Linked DNA regions of Mus musculus: regions 2, 3, 4, 5 and 6 are each linked to region 1. Evidence: chromatin contacts called from public ChIA-PET and HiChIP or PLAC-seq data. All regions are on one chromosome and are shown on one strand. Each heading gives the region's core, a stretch centred on a gene start, on an enhancer-like site or on the middle of the called end of the contact. The rest is flanking DNA. Distances are from core to core; before and after follow the strand shown. Region 1 overlaps Dleu2 (deleted in lymphocytic leukemia, 2). Region 2 has its middle 15 kb from the start of Gm41171. Region 3 has its middle 12 kb from the start of Gm41171. Region 4 has its middle 5.9 kb from the start of Gm35247. Region 5 has its middle 30 kb from the start of Gm35247. Region 6 has its middle 26 kb from the start of 4930556J02Rik.

Evidence for each region. ChIA-PET counts read pairs in DNA pulled down with a chosen protein or histone mark. HiChIP or PLAC-seq counts read pairs in DNA pulled down with a chosen protein or histone mark.
Region 2: an H3K4me3 HiChIP or PLAC-seq map of bone marrow-derived macrophages shows a contact between it and region 1, with 6 times the contacts expected there. The contact joins two enhancer-like sites. A contact is called at or near these places in 15 of 484 Hi-C or Micro-C datasets (CD4 T cells, the G1E-ER4 cell line, bone marrow-derived macrophages and 10 more) and 14 of 115 datasets of contacts at active chromatin or transcription factors (CD8 T cells, the SCID.adh cell line, T-cell acute lymphoblastic leukemia and 8 more).
Region 3: a contact with region 1 is called in an H3K27ac HiChIP or PLAC-seq map of microglia, with 5 times the contacts expected there. The contact joins two enhancer-like sites. A contact is called at or near these places in 2 of 39 promoter capture datasets (hippocampal neurons and liver), 3 of 484 Hi-C or Micro-C datasets (cerebral cortex, nephron progenitors and uterus) and 7 of 115 datasets of contacts at active chromatin or transcription factors (the SCID.adh cell line, bone marrow-derived macrophages, a colorectal cancer cell line and 4 more).
Region 4: a contact with region 1 is called in an H3K4me3 HiChIP or PLAC-seq map of microglia, with 4 times the contacts expected there. The contact joins two enhancer-like sites. A contact is called at or near these places in 1 of 484 Hi-C or Micro-C datasets (nephron progenitors) and 7 of 115 datasets of contacts at active chromatin or transcription factors (CD8 T cells, the SCID.adh cell line, bone marrow-derived macrophages and 4 more).
Region 5: a contact with region 1 is called in an RNA polymerase II ChIA-PET map of memory CD8 T cells, with 238 read pairs. The contact joins two enhancer-like sites. A contact is called at or near these places in 2 of 39 promoter capture datasets (both in liver), 4 of 484 Hi-C or Micro-C datasets (CD8 T cells, embryonic stem cells and trophoblast stem cells) and 8 of 115 datasets of contacts at active chromatin or transcription factors (the SCID.adh cell line, bone marrow-derived macrophages, embryonic stem cells and 2 more).
Region 6: an RNA polymerase II ChIA-PET map of memory CD8 T cells shows a contact between it and region 1, with 24 read pairs. The contact joins two enhancer-like sites. A contact is called at or near these places in 2 of 39 promoter capture datasets (liver and stem cell-derived epiblast-like cells) and 5 of 115 datasets of contacts at active chromatin or transcription factors (CD8 T cells, bone marrow-derived macrophages, embryonic stem cells and 1 more).

The regions. Positions count from the first base shown.
Region 1 is chr14:61,646,829-61,649,814 of GRCm38.p6, forward strand. All of the region lies in intron 1 of Dleu2 (deleted in lymphocytic leukemia, 2), which reads right to left. Among named protein-coding and RNA genes, the nearest start is that of Mir15a, 16 kb to the left of the region's middle. Within about 2 kb of position 1,558, at least 436 of the 459 cell types and tissues checked have an H3K27ac peak or open chromatin away from gene starts, as enhancers often do. A contact at or near this core is called in CD8 T cells, acute myeloid leukemia, bone marrow-derived dendritic cells and 6 more, where this site is marked.
Region 2 is chr14:61,860,089-61,863,074 of GRCm38.p6, forward strand. No RefSeq gene overlaps it. Among named protein-coding and RNA genes, the nearest start is that of Gm41171, 15 kb to the left of the region's middle. Within about 2 kb of position 1,408, at least 83 of the 459 cell types and tissues checked have an H3K27ac peak or open chromatin away from gene starts, as enhancers often do. A contact at or near this core is called in acute myeloid leukemia, bone marrow-derived dendritic cells, bone marrow-derived macrophages and 3 more, where this site is marked.
Region 3 is chr14:61,832,946-61,835,931 of GRCm38.p6, forward strand. No RefSeq gene overlaps it. Among named protein-coding and RNA genes, the nearest start is that of Gm41171, 12 kb to the right of the region's middle. Within about 2 kb of position 1,501, at least 30 of the 459 cell types and tissues checked have an H3K27ac peak or open chromatin away from gene starts, as enhancers often do. A contact at or near this core is called in bone marrow-derived macrophages and microglia, where this site is marked.
Region 4 is chr14:61,810,381-61,813,366 of GRCm38.p6, forward strand. No RefSeq gene overlaps it. Among named protein-coding and RNA genes, the nearest start is that of Gm35247, 5.9 kb to the right of the region's middle. Within about 2 kb of position 1,376, at least 7 of the 459 cell types and tissues checked have an H3K27ac peak or open chromatin away from gene starts, as enhancers often do. A contact at or near this core is called in microglia, where this site is marked.
Region 5 is chr14:61,786,581-61,789,566 of GRCm38.p6, forward strand. No RefSeq gene overlaps it. Among named protein-coding and RNA genes, the nearest start is that of Gm35247, 30 kb to the right of the region's middle. Within about 2 kb of position 1,386, at least 31 of the 459 cell types and tissues checked have an H3K27ac peak or open chromatin away from gene starts, as enhancers often do. A contact at or near this core is called in CD8 T cells and memory CD8 T cells, where this site is marked.
Region 6 is chr14:61,517,388-61,520,373 of GRCm38.p6, forward strand. No RefSeq gene overlaps it. Among named protein-coding and RNA genes, the nearest start is that of 4930556J02Rik, 26 kb to the left of the region's middle. Within about 2 kb of position 1,519, at least 82 of the 459 cell types and tissues checked have an H3K27ac peak or open chromatin away from gene starts, as enhancers often do. A contact at or near this core is called in CD8 T cells, bone marrow-derived macrophages and memory CD8 T cells, where this site is marked.

The DNA.
Region 1 (2,986 bases), core at 308-2,807:
CATTCAATTTTTACAAAAAAAAAAATGTAGAACAGATTAAGTTTAAAGTTCACTTTCATCAAAATGAAAGAAACAATTTTCCCTTAATATGTATCCAATAAATACATGAAGACTGAGACGGAAAAATTTTATCAAAGGAAAAACCAAACACCTTAGATCCTTCGGAGAAGTTTTCAACTAATGAAGAACAGAAATGTCTTATAACTCCAACAGCAGAAATACAGTTTTCTGAAAACAGCCTCTTTAGTTTTACATTTAAATATATATATTTCAGAACCATCTGAAAGGCTTTTACGGAAGAAACAACTCTATTATGTACTAACTTAAAAAAAAAACTCCGATTTTACATTTTGTATTTATTTGAATAGTTCTCTGTCTAAACACAGTTTTTCGTAGGTCAAGAATTATCAGCTCTGGGATCAACATTCAAACCCCCCAGTCCCGCTTCCTTCCAGCCAATCAGTGGGTAAGAAGCCCGGCGTTTGGGAGCTCCGTTAGACTCAATTTGAAAAACATCACATTGCGCTCCTACTCTTCTGGAAGGGATCTAAATGAGGGCGGGTCCCCCAGTTTTCACAGACACACACCAAATCCAGGGTTCTGATAAAATTCCAGAGGGAGAAAGCTCTGTAGGGGGCCTGCTCTGACTAGCAAGTCACCGAGGGTCTCCTGAAGCCTGAGTCCTCGGCGAATAACCGAGAAGCTGCAGCAAAAGCATCCGCAGAGGATCACTAAGGCAGGTCCGTGCGACCCTCCCGCAGAACGTCCCATGAGCTAAGGGTTAATCTAGGGGTGCTGAGGGAGGAAAGCGACACAAGAGTTTAACGTGGACTCTTCACAAAGACTAGTACCTAGCGAGCATTACCTAAAGTCAAAGCTGTCACTGGCTCATTCAAGAGCTGTCGACTCTGGGTTGACAAAAAGCCAACAGCCAACGAAGAAAAAAAAGAAAGAAAGAAAGAAAGAAAGAAACCCCCCCCCCAAAGGAAAGACAACTCCGCTTTCTTCCGCCTCAGCGTCAGGAGTACCCAAGGAAAGTTGAGGACTGCAAAATGACCGTTAAATCGTAGGTGCAAAGGCTTGTCGGCAGGAGACACCAAGTTTCACGCTACTTTTCCTTGAGACGCTGCGATTCAAGGACCGGAGAAGGAAAAAGTCTTCTAAGAGCCCGACGCCAGGAAATCGCAAGCTCGCAGCCCCGTCCTTCCCTTCACCCCGACACCCCTCCCCCTCGAGCGAGAGAGGGGACCGCCGGGAGAGCAACGACAAAATGACCCAGCTGGATGCGGCCATCCATCCATCCGCCGCGCCCGGGGTCGGGATCCGGCCCGGGACCGGCCCGGCCGGCGTCGTTTCTTCCCCGCACTCCGCAGCGCACCTCGGGGGCCGCGGGCAGCCGTCTCTCCCGCGACCCAAGTTTCCCGGCAGGAGACGGCCTGCGCCCGGACCGCCGTGCACACCGGGGAGGGCGGGCGGGCGCCTGTCGCGGGCGACCCTGCCGCGCCGGCCTAGCTCCCCGGCCGCTCGCGCTGACAGGTCGGGCGGCGGCCGCTCGGCCGTGTCCCGCTCAAACCGCGCCTCCCCTCCCCCAGCTCCGCGCTCCCGCCACCCGAGCGCGGCCGGACGCCGCCCATCCGAGGACACCCAACTTACAGCAACCGGATCCCCTGGGGGAGCTTCTGCCGCGAAAGTGAGGGCAGACCCCGAGTCCGGTCCCTGCTCCCCTCACGGTCCTCCGGTCCCATCGCTGCCACCTCTCGAGACCCGCTTCGCTACTTGAGGCTCTTACCGACTGCGCCGCATCTGGCGAAGCCCCACCGACTGCCCTCTGCTCTAAGTTAATTTTTTTGATGATTTTTGGGGGATTTTCCGGCGTGATCCTAGCGTCGCGCTAGGCTCGGACAGGTTATCCCTTCCCTCCCGCTAGATTGATGAGATCAGGCATCACTCGAAAATGGCGCCGAAAGCGCTGAGACTCCTCATTCAAATTCGTTAGAGCCAACCCCGCCGCCCCGGGGCATGCCGGGAACGCGGGCCGGCTCCACAGCTGTCCCTGCCTCCCCCCACCCACCCCCGCGCGACCCTGCTGCGCATGCGGAAACTTCTACCTCCCTCTCCCCCGGCACATGCGCAGGATCGTCGTGGCGCAAGGCTCTCTACTTCCTCGGTTCCAGTCCCCGCTGTGTCTTGCGCTCCTGTGTGTGCCTGCGTGGCCCCTGTGCGGCAGTGGAGGTGGTCAGCTTTCGGACACTACTCCGGTGACACACTAGTGATGAAACAAATCAGGGACTATCTTAAGAGTTTCGTAAAAACAAGACAAAAACCGCTTTTAACTAAACTCCAAGCCACCGAGTGCGCCTTCGAGCCCTGGGTGGCCGCTCAGGAACTTAAAACCGCGTATCGCTGTCGTGCTCTCGCCCTCCGCCAGCGCCTCCCAGATCTGTCACACCTAAGCCTAGAACCATCTCACGAGGTAGGAATTTTACGGTTCAATCACACGACCAGCGGGCGGCTGTCACACCCCGACGTTTCCCTCCACCCCAGACCTCGAGGTGTGCGACCAGCCCACCATGCACAAGCCTTTGGATTCTGAACTGGAGACGGAGCTTTCGGTTCTGGATTGGAGCCGAAGATGTACAATCTTTTGGACGTCACTAGGGTACTTTTCCAAAAGAAAAAAAAAATAGTGCTAGAGTAAATTATGGACTCACCAGATAGGTTTCCCGTTGTATGAAGCCCCGAAAAAGTTGTAAGAGCCACTGGGTACTGATAATGTGGTACGCATTGTTATCAAACGCTTTGTGGATCAGGTGTCTCACTGCCCACAACACCTCTATGAAGTAGGTATTATTTTTGTTTTATGGCTATTGAAACCTGATGTTCCGATTATAAATTCTGCCGTCTTGCAGCTGGTGAGAGCAAGCTAGGTAAACCGCCTTTAAAAATGACTCTATAACAGGACAAAAAAAATGAAGTTAATATTTTA
Region 2 (2,986 bases), core at 158-2,657, 210 kb after region 1:
CCTAGCAGTTCTGAACTTCTCCCAACCCATCACTCGCCTGCTAGGATTTCATTCTGGCTAGCCTCTCAGTGAATTCAGGCACCTCCTGGCCTCATCTAGCCAATTGTTAATTTATGCTTAAGTCTGTGACTTTATTTAGCTATGGTTTTGAGGATGTCAGCATTGATAAGATTTACTTCTGAGGCTAGCTGTGGAAGATTGTGCGATGGACTGAGAGAGCCAACAGCTTTAGTGGCAAACATTGCGTTTTCTGAGACCCTCATGACCTTAATTTATTTTTCTCTATAATTCATTTAAAAAAATGGTTGGTTGCCCTGTGTTTACTCTTCAGATCCTACTTCCTCCTTTGTCCTATGGGGTTAGCTGGATATAGTGGCTGGATATAGTGAGTGGAAATCTAGTATTCAGGAGACAGAAGCAGAGAAGTCTCAGTGCTTTAGGCCAGTTTGGGCTACATGGTGAGACCCTCTCTCAAGAAAGGAAGGAAGGAAGGAAGGAAGGAAGGAAGGAAGGAAGGAAGGAAAGAAGGAAAGAAGGAAAGAAGGAAAGAAGGAAAGAAGGAAAGAAGGAAAGAAGGAAAGAAGGAAAGAAGGAAAGAAGGAAAGAAGGAAAGAAGGAAAGAAGGAAAGAAGGAAAGAAGGAAAGAAGGAAAGAAGGAAGGAAGGGTATTTAGTTTTCGATTTTGATGTCTGAGAGGACAAAGCTTGAAGTCTGCTCTGATGGGACCTTCTGACCCCACTGCTTCACTGTGGATGATGTCATGGAAGGACCATAGAAGAAAAGCCACAACTATATGACAAAACAGGAAGTCAGAGTGAGCGGCAGATGAATCTCATAATTTATAACCTTTGATAAGAACTTGCCAGGGTGCCCTAGGAACAGCTACCTTGTGCCTAAGTATGCTCCGAAAGATCTAACGATCTCCTTTGAGGTCCCATCTCTTAAAGGTCTCATTACTCTTTAACATGGCAGTGCTGAGGACTAAGGTTTACCATGAACCCTTGGAAGATGCAATGAAGCCATGTCCAACCTAGTGTTTCTTCTCGCCTGTCACAATCCACTCCCTTCTCATAAAGGGATGCCCTCATGCCATCTCAAATAATTGAGTTTGTTCCAAAAACCAAAGAAAGGGATGGAATATGTTATCTTAGTTTGGACAATTCATTAAGAAGGCCATGAGCTTATTAGTAATGCTTGAGAAGTGTGGGATATCTACATGTGAGCTAGACAGGAACAGATGTGGAAGAGAGCTAGATGGAGAATCTGTTCATCCCACCTTTGGCCTAGTATTGATAGATTGACTTAGAATCCACAGAGAGGAGGCAGCATACACACAGCTTAGAGGGAAGTGAGGAGCCCAATCTCTTTCCCTCAGGTCTGTACAGCTACTTCCCCTGTGAAGGCCTCACTTCCTTCTCCGTCAAAAGATCTTCTAGAATCGATGATCTCTCAAGACTCTTACAGCTGCCACAGCTCTGTGTTCTAGTTTTAAGCAATGGCTTGGTGCTTTGAAATTTCGAAACAGTTTGAGAAATCTTGTGAAAATAGGAACTTGCTCTTTTCTAGGACCCGCACTTCCTGCTTTTATAACAATTGAGCTGATGGTAGCTAGAAAGGCCATCACGGTTAGCTCCCGCCTGCTGCACTGTGAAGGCTTCAGAGGAGGATCCTGCTGCACCAGGTGTTTGTTCAAGGCTCCTTGGCAGCAGGGCACAGAGTCTGCTTAAGTCTTGCCTCAGTCACCAGCATCGCCATCCGCCACTGTTTCCTGAGCCCAAAGACACTTCAAGAGCCCAAGTGCAGGCATGCTAAAAGTGATGGCCAAATGCCTCATGACTCAATACTTGAAACCTTGCTTCAAATTCACAAGCAGCTAAGGTGGTTTGGTGCTGCTGGCCCAGCTGTGTAGCTTCAATCTACTGAAATCATTGCATTTCAGCCATCTATAGAGGCAGAAAAAAATGAAGGAGGCAAGACAGAGAGATCTATACCCCCAGCTCATTCTTATCTTGGAGCATTAAAGATTGGGTCTGTATTGTACTGACCCTTTGTAACTGTATCCAAGGAATCCATGAGCAGCTTAACCCTGTCAAGGAACGGGAGCTTGAAAATGACCCCTTCAGGCAAGACTAGAATCCGACTCCTCAAACAAGCCATTAACTTTGTCTTGATTACACAGAGCATCTCAGGCTCAGAACATCTCCATCTTATCGTGGGCCGCATCATAAATAATGGGGGAAAACTGTCTGCAATGGTTTGCGTTTTCTTAGACTATTTGGAAATTTCCAGCTTTGTGTACAATACTGAAGACTTCTGACCTCGGGCATGGCAGCATGAGGAGATCTATGGTTTGTCCTCTCAGCCTGTGGGCAGTAATCCCTCTGCAGGGGCTATCACTGTCCTGAAATCTCTGAATGTTGGCTAAGTGCATGGGAAACAAATTCATGGCCAGAAAAGGACCTTAATAAAGAGAATGTATTTCTCCAGGGAACACTCTTAACTCTTTTATGTATCTGCCTGTAATCTCACAAATAAATTGATAATTCTATTTTGTCTTTGAACATTTATTATTTCTCTAGGAAATAATATGAGGGAAGGTTTATTGTATAGTCCTTTATACACTTAAACTTCAAGGTACATTTAGAGCAGTGGTTCTCTCAGCTTCCCTAATTCTGAGACCCTTTAATACAGTTCTTCATGTTATGGTGACCTCCAACCATAAAATTATTTTCGTTGCTATTTTATAACTATAATTTTCTACTGTTATGAGTTGTAATGTAAATATCTTTGTTTTCCAATGGTCTTAGGTCACCCCTGTGAAAGGGTCATTTGACGCCCAAAGGGGTCTTGCCCTACAGGTTGAGAACTGCTGGCTTAGAGATAACTGTAGGCCAGTTTTCATAAGCTGCCCAAGCTTCAGAACAAGGCTCTCCCAGTCCTCCATTCCTTCCCTACCTCTAACACTCCTCATTACACCCGAGGTCAC
Region 3 (2,986 bases), core at 251-2,750, 190 kb after region 1:
GGATGATTAAGGCTGGAGTTTATTAAATTATATATTATTGAGTTTGAATTATTAGTTAGCCTCTGTCTATCCTGTTCTTGAAACTTTAACTGTCAACCATCATCCACATTGTTAATCCAGTTGTTAATATGGGAGCCAAGAACTTCTGAGATCTGAAACTGACCCATAGATGAAGGTATAAACTATCTTTATATTACTAAGATGGAAAAAATACCACTACCGCCCCAAAGCATGGCAAACTCATTACTCATTTGATTACTCATTTGAGTAAATTAGTTGGCTTTAAATGATGCCTAGTACTGTATTTTTACCTGAAGTCCCAACCATTGGGATGGAATGGTCCCAACCATTCTCATGAGAAACAGTAAATAGTGGTGGGATTTTGTTTATGTTTCATACAGGAAAGAGTTTCAGTAGGTAATGCAAGCAATGTTGACAGAAAACCCTATCCATGAGTTCTGGAGGGCTTCTACCTGGCCTCCAGGTCAGGAAGATGTAGAGAAAGAGTTCAAGGATGAGAACTGAAAGCCGAGGAGACAGTCAGTGGCTGAAGAACTTGTAAGTATCAGGATGGGAGTTCAAGGTCCAGAACTATCGCGTCCGCTCTCGACCAGCAAGAACGACACGACCACCAGTCCTTCTAACAGCGGTTTATTCAGCAAACTTCAGTCTTCATCTTTCTCTTCATTTATATCTCCCCTGAACCCCGGGTCTCTCACTCTTATATACTCTCAGTCCCCATCCACTCACAGCAGGCCACGTCACCTCACCAGGTTCGCAGCTTTAGCTAATCAGGGCAGCAGGGGCATATCTCCACCAAAATGGATTCACCAGTATCCTGGTACACCTGCGCAGCTCTCATGATGGTTGTGGCTTATATTCAGGTGAGGAAGTCAGGTGCAAGTCATAAGACTTAGCTGCAGGCCCTGGCGCCTTCTTGGGACTGCCGCCACACCGGCTCCTCACACAGAACCCACGTAAAGAAGTTGGGCACGGTGGTACGCATCTGTAATCTGAGCACTGCAGAAGCAGTGACAGGGGGAGCTTTGGGGCTCACTAGCCAGCCCACCTAGTCTATTGAGATCTCCAGGGATGAAGGAAGCCATGAGGATTAGCCAGCAGAACGTGTTTCTCCTTTTCCACACAGCAGTGGGATTTCCAGGTGAGAGAAATAATCACAGAGGCAAAAGTTGCCAAAAACAAGAATCACTGAGGAATGTGGGTGGTTAATCATTTGGAGAGAGCGGTTTTGGCGTCTCGAGTGTCCGTGCTGTTGCTATCCCTTCTGAGAGGCAGGAGACCTCTGTTGAAAGACGGTGGGAATGAACTAACTTTCAGCCTGTGGGTTTGGTTGACACCTGCCATGGCATTTTCAATAACTCCTAAAAAGTGCTACCCCAGAGTCATACTGTCTCACAGTGGTCCTCTCCACCCACAGTGTCAGACTGCTAGTCTCCGACTTTGGCGGGTTCGCACTTCCTGAATGTACAGTGCAGGCTTATGCTGGCCAGAAGGCAGAGGAATTCCGCAGTTCAGTGGTCTCTGGGTGCGGCACTGTCCATGGTGGGAGGTCTTTCTGGAAACAGATAGCTGATGGGAGAGGCTAGGAAAGAGAGAACCACCCTCCACACTGTCCGTGGTGGGAGGTCCCCGAGACCAGATAGATGCTGGAGGAGGGTAGGAAAGAAAGGACCACCCTCCAGCCAGTACTTATGGCTTTGGCTGATCTGCAGAAATCTTTTTTTTTTTTTTTCTTTTAACCATCTTAAGGAAAAGGGAACTGCCCTATCCTCCCTTGAGAGTAAACACTGCTTGCTCATTGTGGCTTTCTGTCTGTCTGTGCAACCATCTTCAGTCAGGTTATTTGAATTAGTTTTGCTCACACTCCTTACACCAAGAAAAGTGCACTGAGCTGTAGGGTATAAATGAGGCTGCTCGGAATCCTGCCACCCACCAGCAGGTCCTTTTGGGGGTGTTTGGGAGCTGTGGTACTCAGTGTTGACTGTAAGCATGATTGTATTAAGAGATATCTAGGAGATCAACAACACAACTTCTAGGTATGTCTGTGAGGACCCTTCTAGAGACAATTGGTTTGAGAGGCCTCCAAACTAAGCAATGGTTTAAACCATTGATGGATTCACAGGTTAAGTGACCTGTGGGGAGATGGTGGAACCTTGGGAGGTAGGGCCCTGTTGGAAGAAGCAACTCTGTTTCTGGTAGGATTTCAGGTACCCCACCCTTTAACTAACTTTCTTTCTTTCTTTCTTTCTTTCTTTCTTTCTTTCTTTCTTTCTTTCTTTCCTTCCTTCCTTCCTTCCTTCCTTCCTTTCCTTCCTTCCTTCCTTCCTTCCTTCCTTTCTTTCTTTCTTTCTTTCTTTCTTTCTTTCTTTCTTTCTTTCTTTCTTTCTTTCTTTCTTTCTTTCTTTCTTTCTTTCCTCTCTTTCTCTTTTTCTCTTTCTTCTTTCCTTCCTTCCATCCTTCCTTTTTATTTTTTTCCTTCTGATGCCAAAAACAGAAAGAAAAATCAAGGTATTTATATTTTGTGACTGTAAACAGTAACAACCAAAGTTAAGTTTTACAGCGGTAAGGCTTCTTTTATTTATTTGAAAACCTGTACTGACCTCAGGACTGTTCCCCCACACCCCTCTGCCTCCCAGAGCAGAGTGGGCTTGTCTCCATCATGAGCACTCAGCTGGCTTCCCTGTTCCTTCCAGGTGGTGTTAAGGTCCAAGAAGTTTCCCTAGCCCTCCCCCAAGCAGGAAGAAGCAGTGTGTGTGTGTAAGAAAAAACATCAGCAAAGAAATATGGCTAATGTTACACAACCGAGCACAACCACTACAACAAAAAAAAAAAATCCCAGTGTGTGTTAAAGAGTCTGAGAAACACAACTGTGAAAAGAGGGAGGGGGCAGGGAGAACAGGAAGGATAAAAATACAGTTACAACAGGAAGGAAATGGAAAATAAATAAACGAAATTCCTTTACTCA
Region 4 (2,986 bases), core at 126-2,625, 160 kb after region 1:
GTAAAATGAACTCACGAAGTTGTTACGATAATCAAATGGAATGATATATGTGAAAACATTTACTCTCACACACAAGGCCCTTCATAAGTACTGTTTTATCTTTCCTTTCATTAGGCAGGAACGAGAATAAAAGCCAAGGACCGAAAACCCCCATGTACTAGGAATATAGCTTCCATTTTTCTTTTCCATAATATTTTCATAATGCTCTAAGCCATATGGGTAATTGTTTCAACATTTAATTTTCCACTGAATTATTTAATTACATTTATGACAAGCACGTATTATTTTGAGCATGTTAGCAGAGCCGTTAGCTTATTCTAATGGATTTACAACGTGCCCAGACACTCTTTCATTGCTGATTCTGTGTTGATAGAAAACTATGCTGCCTGCTGTAGATCTATCTTGCTTCAACCATAGTTTAATCAAATGGAATTCTTTTAAAGCCTAGATAAGGTCCCCCCTAGAGGAAAAGAGCAAGAAGATTTTCTGTAGAGCCCATATTCAAGCCTAAACATTTATCGGGCTGGCAGCTCCTACTTCTGCCTTCCAGTTTAGCAGAAAATGCTTGGTGGATTTGTTGCTTTTAAGGGAGAGGGGAGCTGCGTGCGTAGCGGAGGAGAATTGATATGCTTGGATGTTTCTTTTCCAGGAGAAAGTAGTCCTTGTGCACATCTGGAGCTGGTCATTTCTCTGGTCCCAGATGGGTTTGCAGCCCACACTTTTGCGAAGACCTTCTGCCTGCCTCAGTTTTCACTGCCTTTCTGAGGGATTTTTTTTTTCCCTCAGTGAGGTAATAACATTGGCTGCCAATCCTTCCCCAGTTAGTGCTTCAAGACCAGGCTGGCTGATGGATGCTGGGTTCCCCAGTTAGCGCTCTCAGAGTTCTGAACATCCAAAGCAGCACTGAATCAAACACACTTTTCAACACCACCACTCTCCGCAGCTCCTTGCGTCTAGGCTAACCTTTGGCTTGTAAGCAATGTTTGAAATGAGCCATGTCAGCTTCCTAACAGTGTCCCCAGCCTATAGTTTGTCCTTTGTTAAATGGTCAAAATTCTCATTTATTTAATGGGGAGTAGAGATGAGGTTTGGTCACATGCTGAGTGCAAGGAGGTTTCTGGGCACAGGCAGTGGCAGACTGGAAATCCGTTACCAATGGCTGTCTCCCACCTGCTGTGGCTTGAGCTGCAGACTGGCTTGGTGAAGACTGGATCTCCACTGTGGTGCCCTTAGGAGCCCTTAGGAGATGCTGAAAATGTCGTAAGATGAGGTCTACCATGAGATTTTTAAGTCCTAGGAAAGGGTTATGAGACCGAAATCCCTTTTCTTTTCTCTGTTAGTTTCTGGCTATCAGGAACTAGCTTTGTTTCACCATGGGCTCGCTGGCAGGATGTGGCTCCTTGCCATGGGCCCAAAGGCAAAGAGGCCAGTTGTTATGTCTTGGAACCTCTAAATATGTGAGCCTCAAATCAGCTTATGTTTTCCCTAAGTTGATGATTTCAGGTATTTGTTACAATGACACCCTTCACCTGCCTCGTGGTTCCCTCCGGGAACATTCCAGCCATTCTCGAAGTGTGTCCGGGACAGATACTGTGCTTCTACAGTGCTCTTGAGATCCACGGGGTCACTGCAGGCTGAGAGAGGACTAGGGGTTGGGAGGAAAGGTTCAACTGAGAAGGGAACTCAGACACTAGGTAATTGAGATGTGGGTCTCTGGGATGCTGCTGCTGTTGATGATGATGCTGCTGCTGATGAGTGTGTGACTTTTGTCTTGGTTTAAGGTAGGTCACAGGTGTTTTGACACAGCCTCAGAGTCTGACTTGAGGCCTGAGGTGGGAGTGGGGTGAGGAAGAGACGACACTGTCTTCTAGCACTAAAGACTCTCACATACTACCATCATAACTTTGGGGTGCGCTCGTGAGTTTGTGTGTGTGCTGAGTGGCTGGTACTGGCCTGTTCTTCCTTTTCTTTATAAATTCTCTAGTGGCTTTAGTTGTCACTTTTTAGAAAATTAATTAACTCACTTTACATCCTGATCACAGTCTCCCCTCCCTCCTCTTCTCCCAGTTTTCTCCTCTTCCCTCCCATCTCTCCATCCTCCAGTCCTCCCTCTCTCCTCAGAAAAGGGGAGTCCTCCCATGGCTATCAACCAGCCTTGGCTAGTCAAGCTGCAGTAGGACTAGGTGCATCTTTTCCTATTGAGGCTAGACTAGGCAGCCCAGTTAGGGGAAAGGAACCCAGAGGCAGAGACAGTCCCTGCTCAGGCTGTTAGGAGCCCCACATGAAGACCACGCTGCTCAGCTGTTGCACATGTGTGGAGAGCCTAGGTCTGTCCCACTCATGCTATCTAGTTGACCGTTTAGTCTCTGTGGGACTTTATGGGCCCAGGTTAGTTGTTTCTGTAGGTCTTGTGGAGTTCTTGATCTCTCTGGCCCTTTTAATCCTTCTTCCCCATGGTCCACAGGATTCCCCAAGCTCTGCCTAATGTTTGGCTATGGGTCTCTGCATCTGTTTCCATCAGTTACTTGGTGAAGTTTCTCAGATGACAGTTATGCTAGGAACCTGTCTGCAAGTATAGCAGAGTATCATTAAGTATGTCAGGGGTGGGCTCTCTCTCATGGCATGGGTCTCAGGTTGGGCCAGCCAATGCTATGCTTAGCCATTCCCTCAGTTTGGGGATGAACAGATGCTCAGCAGTTAAGAGCACTGAGTGTTCCTTCAAAGGACTTGGGTTCAAATCCCAGCACCCACATGGTAGCTCACAGCCGTCTATAATTCTGAGATCTGACACCCTCACACAGACATGCATGCAGGCAAAACACCAATGTACATAAAATAAAAATGAAGTAAAATAAAAAAGAAGTTTCTAGGTATGACTTTTAACAACACTTCACCGTTGCGTGCTCTCCTCATGGAACACCTGGAGCCTCTGTTCATTGTTGGCTTTTCTAGTTCTTCCTTTGGTTCAGTGATGGAAACTGGCTGT
Region 5 (2,986 bases), core at 136-2,635, 140 kb after region 1:
ACTGTGCTGTAAACCCTGTGGACAGCAATAATGACCAGGGGGGCAAGACATACCTATGGGTGCGGTAGAGGCAGGCAGGTCACAGGAGTAACCAACTGCTTCGTGGTTGGACTTAAGGCCTGTTCCAAAGGGCAAAACACTTGCCTGGTTCTGTAAAGGAACCAATGGTTGGGTGAGTGAGTCACAGGCTTCAGGAGGTGAATCTGTTTACTATTGATCTGCTAAATGGACAGTATGGAGCTATTCTCTATATTTATATGTCTACATCTGTATATTAGTGGAGACCTCATTAGAGAAGTTGCTTTGCACAGTGGGCATGGTTAATGCAGAGAGTCACTACTGGTCCAGGTACAGAGAGTATCAGTGAGGTGCTCAGTCACAAATGGGACATCTACACTGTACCCTGTCTCCAAGACTCAGGGAGCATCACAGAAGAGGAAGTGGGAAGTCGTAAGAGCCAGGGGTTGGGAGACTAGAGCAGAGCAGCGTCTTCTGCACATGACAGGACCCTCAGTGATGCTGAGAAGAAGATGAGAAGTTTAGGTGAAAACGCATGTCTTAAGCTTTAAACCTTTCTATGGTGTATCTATTTACACATCAATCTTTTGCATGTATCATATCATATGAATGAGCATATATTATTCTACTGCAGTAGAAAAGTTGAATTTTTGATGGTTATCTGAAATATCATATTTATATCTAACTAAGAGTACATCAAGAGTTAAACACTGTAAGCCTGACTTAAAATAATTTTATGACAGTATTGTTGTTTATTATTATTAACCTTAGTAAATTGCCTAAAAATACCCATTGTTATTATCATAAGAACAATTTTCAAGTTCATGTCCGCTTCCTTTTCAAGATACAGTTAAGTTTATCATTCTAAATGCTCTAAAGTCATGCCAGGTGTGGTGATGCACACCTTTAGTCCTAGAACTCAAGAGTCAGAGGCAGAGGCAGGTGGATTTCTGTGAGTTCCAGGCCAGGCTGGTCTACAAATAAGTTTCAGGACACCCAGGGCTGTTACATAGCACAACCCTGTCTTGAACATTGCCCCCCTCCCCAAAATAAATAAAATGCTCTGAACACAAAGTGGCCTTAGCTTTGAGCAAAACCACAATCCTTCTGTAGGCAGCGGTCCTGTTAAATCCATTATGAGGAGTCCCAGTGAGAGCAGAGGAGAAATTTGTCCTTTCAGACTAAGAAAACAAAAGCGGGAGATGGAGGCTTGAGAACAGGAAAGCACCCCAATTCTCTGCAGCTGGGGGTTCCCATGTGTATTTCTGCTTCCTGTCTTGGGAGTCTGCCTTTTACAGCTCAGTGTTATACAGTGTGCATTTGTCACTGTCACCTCAGGTGCAAGCAGGATGGTAGGCTGTGGGGGGTGACTGCACGTTTCCTGAGAAGGCACCTTTTAAGGGTTTACTTCTGGAGCTGTAGGCAGCAGTAGAAAGAGCTTCCTGGAAGACAAGCTATAGCAGTATATGACTGCCCGCGAAGGAGCCTAATTTTACTAAACCACCCAGAAGAGGCCAATAAAGCTAAGTGTTCATTCACATCAACACTCTCAAATGTATAGCGGGTAAGACCTGCTTCGGGAGCCTTTGGTCTGTTGATTCTAACCTAACCTGGGGAGCAGTTAGAGAGGGTACCACAGGAACCACTTCACATTTTCTGTGAACTTGAACTTACCAGTGGAGAAGGAAGAAGTGATGTGGAAAGAAACTCAAGGTGTATGGTTCTTGAAGATGGAATGCTGGGGCAAGGCAGAGAAGAGAAACAAGACTGGGAGGTGTTTAGGAGCCTGCTTTACTCTGGGTGGAGTCATTGGCTTACTGCATCACAGGTCAGGGTTTCTCAGTTGGGTGCCCGAGCATCATGAGTGCTGCTAGCAGCCAGACCTCAGTTCCCCCAAGTGACACATCTTTCAACTTCAGCTGTGTGGTCGGGCTGCTCCCAGATTCCATGGAAATTCCTATTCTTTTCACACTTGAAAATTGTTTCCAAACAAGTGTTTCCTTTTAACATCCCCAAAGCAGGATGACTTTGTGAGTTTTGTGTTGCTTCCAACTCTGTCAGTGTTTGAGACCTCAAATCAGTCCCAATATCCCACCACTGGCTTTCCCCAAAGAGTCTCTGATGATGTATGCAGTCACTTTGGGTTCCGCCTGTTTATGGCCGTTACCGTGCCCTCACAGCCCTTTCCCATTTGCCATGGTCCAGGAAGCACCTTTGATTACCAGGGGTCTCAGCGGTTATTACTTTTGTTTCATCTTACGGAAAGGAGGTAGGAGCAGGGTAGCAACTGCGTATTGTTAGAGTTCTGAGGAAGCAAAGCCACGGGGCAAAAATCATCATATGGAGGCAGCTCAGCTCAGCGTAGTAGAAGCCAGTTCTTTAGAACAGCCCCTGACTGGTCTCTCCTGCTGCTGTTGGAGTCATGTGGACATACAGACATCAGTCTGTATGTTGTCATACACGCGCTTGAACAACAACGGCTGGACCATCTCCTTACATCTTCTCATGTGAATGCGCATGCCTGGTTCTCTAGGGCACGTCCTCTTGGAGACCGCTCCTCCCCACCCCATGGCACTGTGCCCAGCCCACTTTCCCTCTTGTCGGACTGTTACATCATCGCATCTTACTTGTCTGCCTAGCGCTTACTTCCCTCTTGTGTATTCATTAGCTGACTTGTTTATTGTGTCTTCACCAATCAGAATGTGGTTCTGTGAAGGAAGAGGCTCTGCCTTGTTCTTGGGAATCTCCAGGGTCCTCAGGATGCTTGGCCAGAGAACAACCCTGAAGGAGGTATTTGTTTATACCAAGAGAACAACTTTCTATCATTTACTGTGAGTACCTGCACGTGTCCAGCGAAGTGATGGGCATGCGGCAGGTGTCCACGGTGTCTTCCCTTTCCCCGACTCCTTATACACTCTACCCTCACTTCCCGGCCCAGGGGTAATGGGATTACCATGCTGTTAACTTT
Region 6 (2,986 bases), core at 269-2,768, 130 kb before region 1:
CCTTTAATCCCAGCACTTGGGAGGCAGAGGCAGGTGGATTTCTGAGTTCGAGGCCAGCCTGGTCTACAGAGTGAGTTCCAGGACAGCCAGGACTACACGGAGAAACCCTGTCTCAAAAACCAAAACCACAGTCACCACCACCAACAACAAAAGCAAATGAAACAAACATGGAGACTGGAATAAGTGCTGTTTCACAGCAGAGCTGTAGACATGGAGGCTGGAATAAGTGCTGTCACGGCAGAGCTGTAGACATGGAGGCTGGAATAAGCGCTGTCACGGCAGAGCTGTAGACATGGAGGCTGGAATAAGCGCTGTCACGGCAGAGCTGTAGACATGGAGGCTGGAATAAGCGCTGTCACGGCAGAGCTTGTAGACATGGAGGCTGGAATAAGCGCTGTCACGGCAGAGCTGTAGACATGGAGGCTGGAATAAGCGCTGTCACGGCAGAGCTATAGACATGGAGGCTGGAATAAGCGCTGTCACGGCAGAGCTGTAGACATGGAGGCTGGAATAAGCGCTGTCATGGCAGAGCTATAGACATGGAGGCTGGAATAAGCGCTGTCACGGCAGAGCTGTAGACATGGAGGCTGGAATAAGCGCTGTCACGGCAGAGCTATAGACTCTCAGTCGCCTGGGACTCTGCTTCTGCATCTCTTGTCTCTGTTTAGCTGTTTTGCCTTGCTCGTGGAGATGTGTTGTGCCAGACTCCTGGGGACGGGAGTCTGCAGATCTGGTCCTTCCTCTCTGGCTGGGGGTGGAGGGTGAGGGGTGTCTTCTTCAGCCTTTGGAATTTCCTATCAATTGGGTGAAGCCTGGAACGGATGAAATTCAGGTTCAGCAGCTGTGGCAATAACCTCACAGGTGGTTGATGTTTAAAGTAGCTAATGTCACCCAAAGCAAATGTATTTGCGGGACCCTCTCCTCCATGGGCTGACTCTGCGAAGGCCACTGAAGCACGTCTCTGTGAGAATTTTAATGGAGAGGTCGCCCATTCACCCTTCCAGTTTATTAAACTTTTTTTTCTTTTATTTTCTTTTCTTTTTTCTCTTTTCTTTTCTTTTCTTTTCTCTTCTCTTCTCTTCTCTTCTCTTCTCTTCTCTTCTTTTCTTTTCTTTTCTTTCCTCCTTTCTTTCTTTTTGGTTTTTCGAGACAGGGTTGCTCTGTATAGCCCTGGCTGTTCTGGAACTCACTTTGTAGACCAGGCTGGCCTTGAACTCAGAAATCCACCTGCCTCTGCCTCCCAAGTGCTGGGATTAAAGGCATGCACCACCATGCCCGGCTTATTAAACTTTTTTATTCCTCTGATTGATGACTGAAGTCTCATGAGTCTGAGACTCTGCAGCCATTGCTCACCCAGGCCTTTTCAGGTCTGTGAGCACTCTGTCAACATAACCACAGGTCACATGTCTGGGTAAAAATGTACAAAAATAAGACTTAGCCACAAGCAGCAAATGGCTGTGTCTGCCCCAGCTTTCCTGCCTTACTTCCTCTTGTGTTGGGTGGTGGTGGAGTGGTCATGGGAGATTTTGAAGCAGGGACGTTCATCTGGGGGAGGATTGTGTTACTCACCCTGCTCATCCCTGTGACCACACAGTTGGCAGAAACAAGAGGAAGACGGCTTTACTGTGATCATGCTTTCCCGACAGCGAGTGTGTGTGTGTGTGTGTGTGTGTGTGTGTGTGTGTGCGTGTGGTGATAGTGATGGTGATGGTGATGGTGATGGGACGTTTGCAGTGGCTCCCACTGCGGCTGCTAGAAGGCAGGAGAGAGGAATGTAGGAAGGGGCCAGAGTAAGAAAGAGCCCCGAGGACACTGGTGGTTTGAATGTGCTTGCCCATGAAAAGTGGCTGTGCAGTGCCCAAGGACGTGGTGTGTCCTTGTTGGAGTAGGTGTAGACTTTTTGGAGGAAGTGAGTCACTATGGGGTGGGTTTTGAGGTCCTATGTTCAAGCTCTACCCAGTGGGGATAAGAACTTCTTTCAGCTGCCTGTGAAGAGAGTCCTCTCTCCAGGCTACCTTTGGATAAAGATGTAGAACTCTGGGCTTCTCCAGTACCATGCCTGTCTGCACACTGCCATGTTTCCTGCCATGATGATAATGGATTGAACCTCTGAAATTCTGAGCCAGACCCATTAAATGTTTCCCTTTATGAGAGTTGTCTTGGTCATGGTGTCTGTTCACAGTCATGAAACCCTAAGACGGACACGCCCCTAGAGGTCCTGTTCTTCTGGCTAGACCTCATTCCTGCCTCTACTGTTTTCTAAGAATGCTGCCATGTTATGAATCCATCAAGTAGTTAATCCCTGATTTTGCTCAGAACCCTTATGCTCTAGCTGTCTGTAAATATGGTCTCACAGACAGGCCCACAGGCATATTTGATAATTATGTTGGTTTAATCCAATATAAGTGATGATCAAGATTACCCATCACAGGGTTCCCTTAGTTATGGTTCCCTGGAATATATCCATATAGTGCAGATTATACATACATACATATACACATATGTGCATATATGTGTGTGCGTATGAGAATGTACATGTATACATGAGAATATGTGAGAGTGTATAAATGAGAATATGTGAGACTATTAACTTTTGTGAACATTTATTTCTACTTGGAATTTATCACAGACATGTGTTTTCTAACCCTCATGCATGGGTTAATTTTTGGCTCTATGCATCATGGCTGACAACCAACAACAGCACTGTGGGCCAACCTAACACCCTTTCCCCACATATCCAAGATACCCTGCTCAGAAAGGGCTGCCCAGTGGGGATGAGGTCCCTATGGTGTTCTTTTTTGGGGGGTGGGGGGTGAGACAGGGTTTCTCTGTGTAGCCCTGGCTGTCCTGGAACTCACTCTGTAAACCAGGCTGGCCTCGAACTCAGAAATCCGCCAGCCTCTGCCTCCCAAGTGCTGGGATTAAAGGCGTGCACCAACACTGTCCAGCCCCTATGGATTTCCTATGGACATGGCTAGAAATTCTA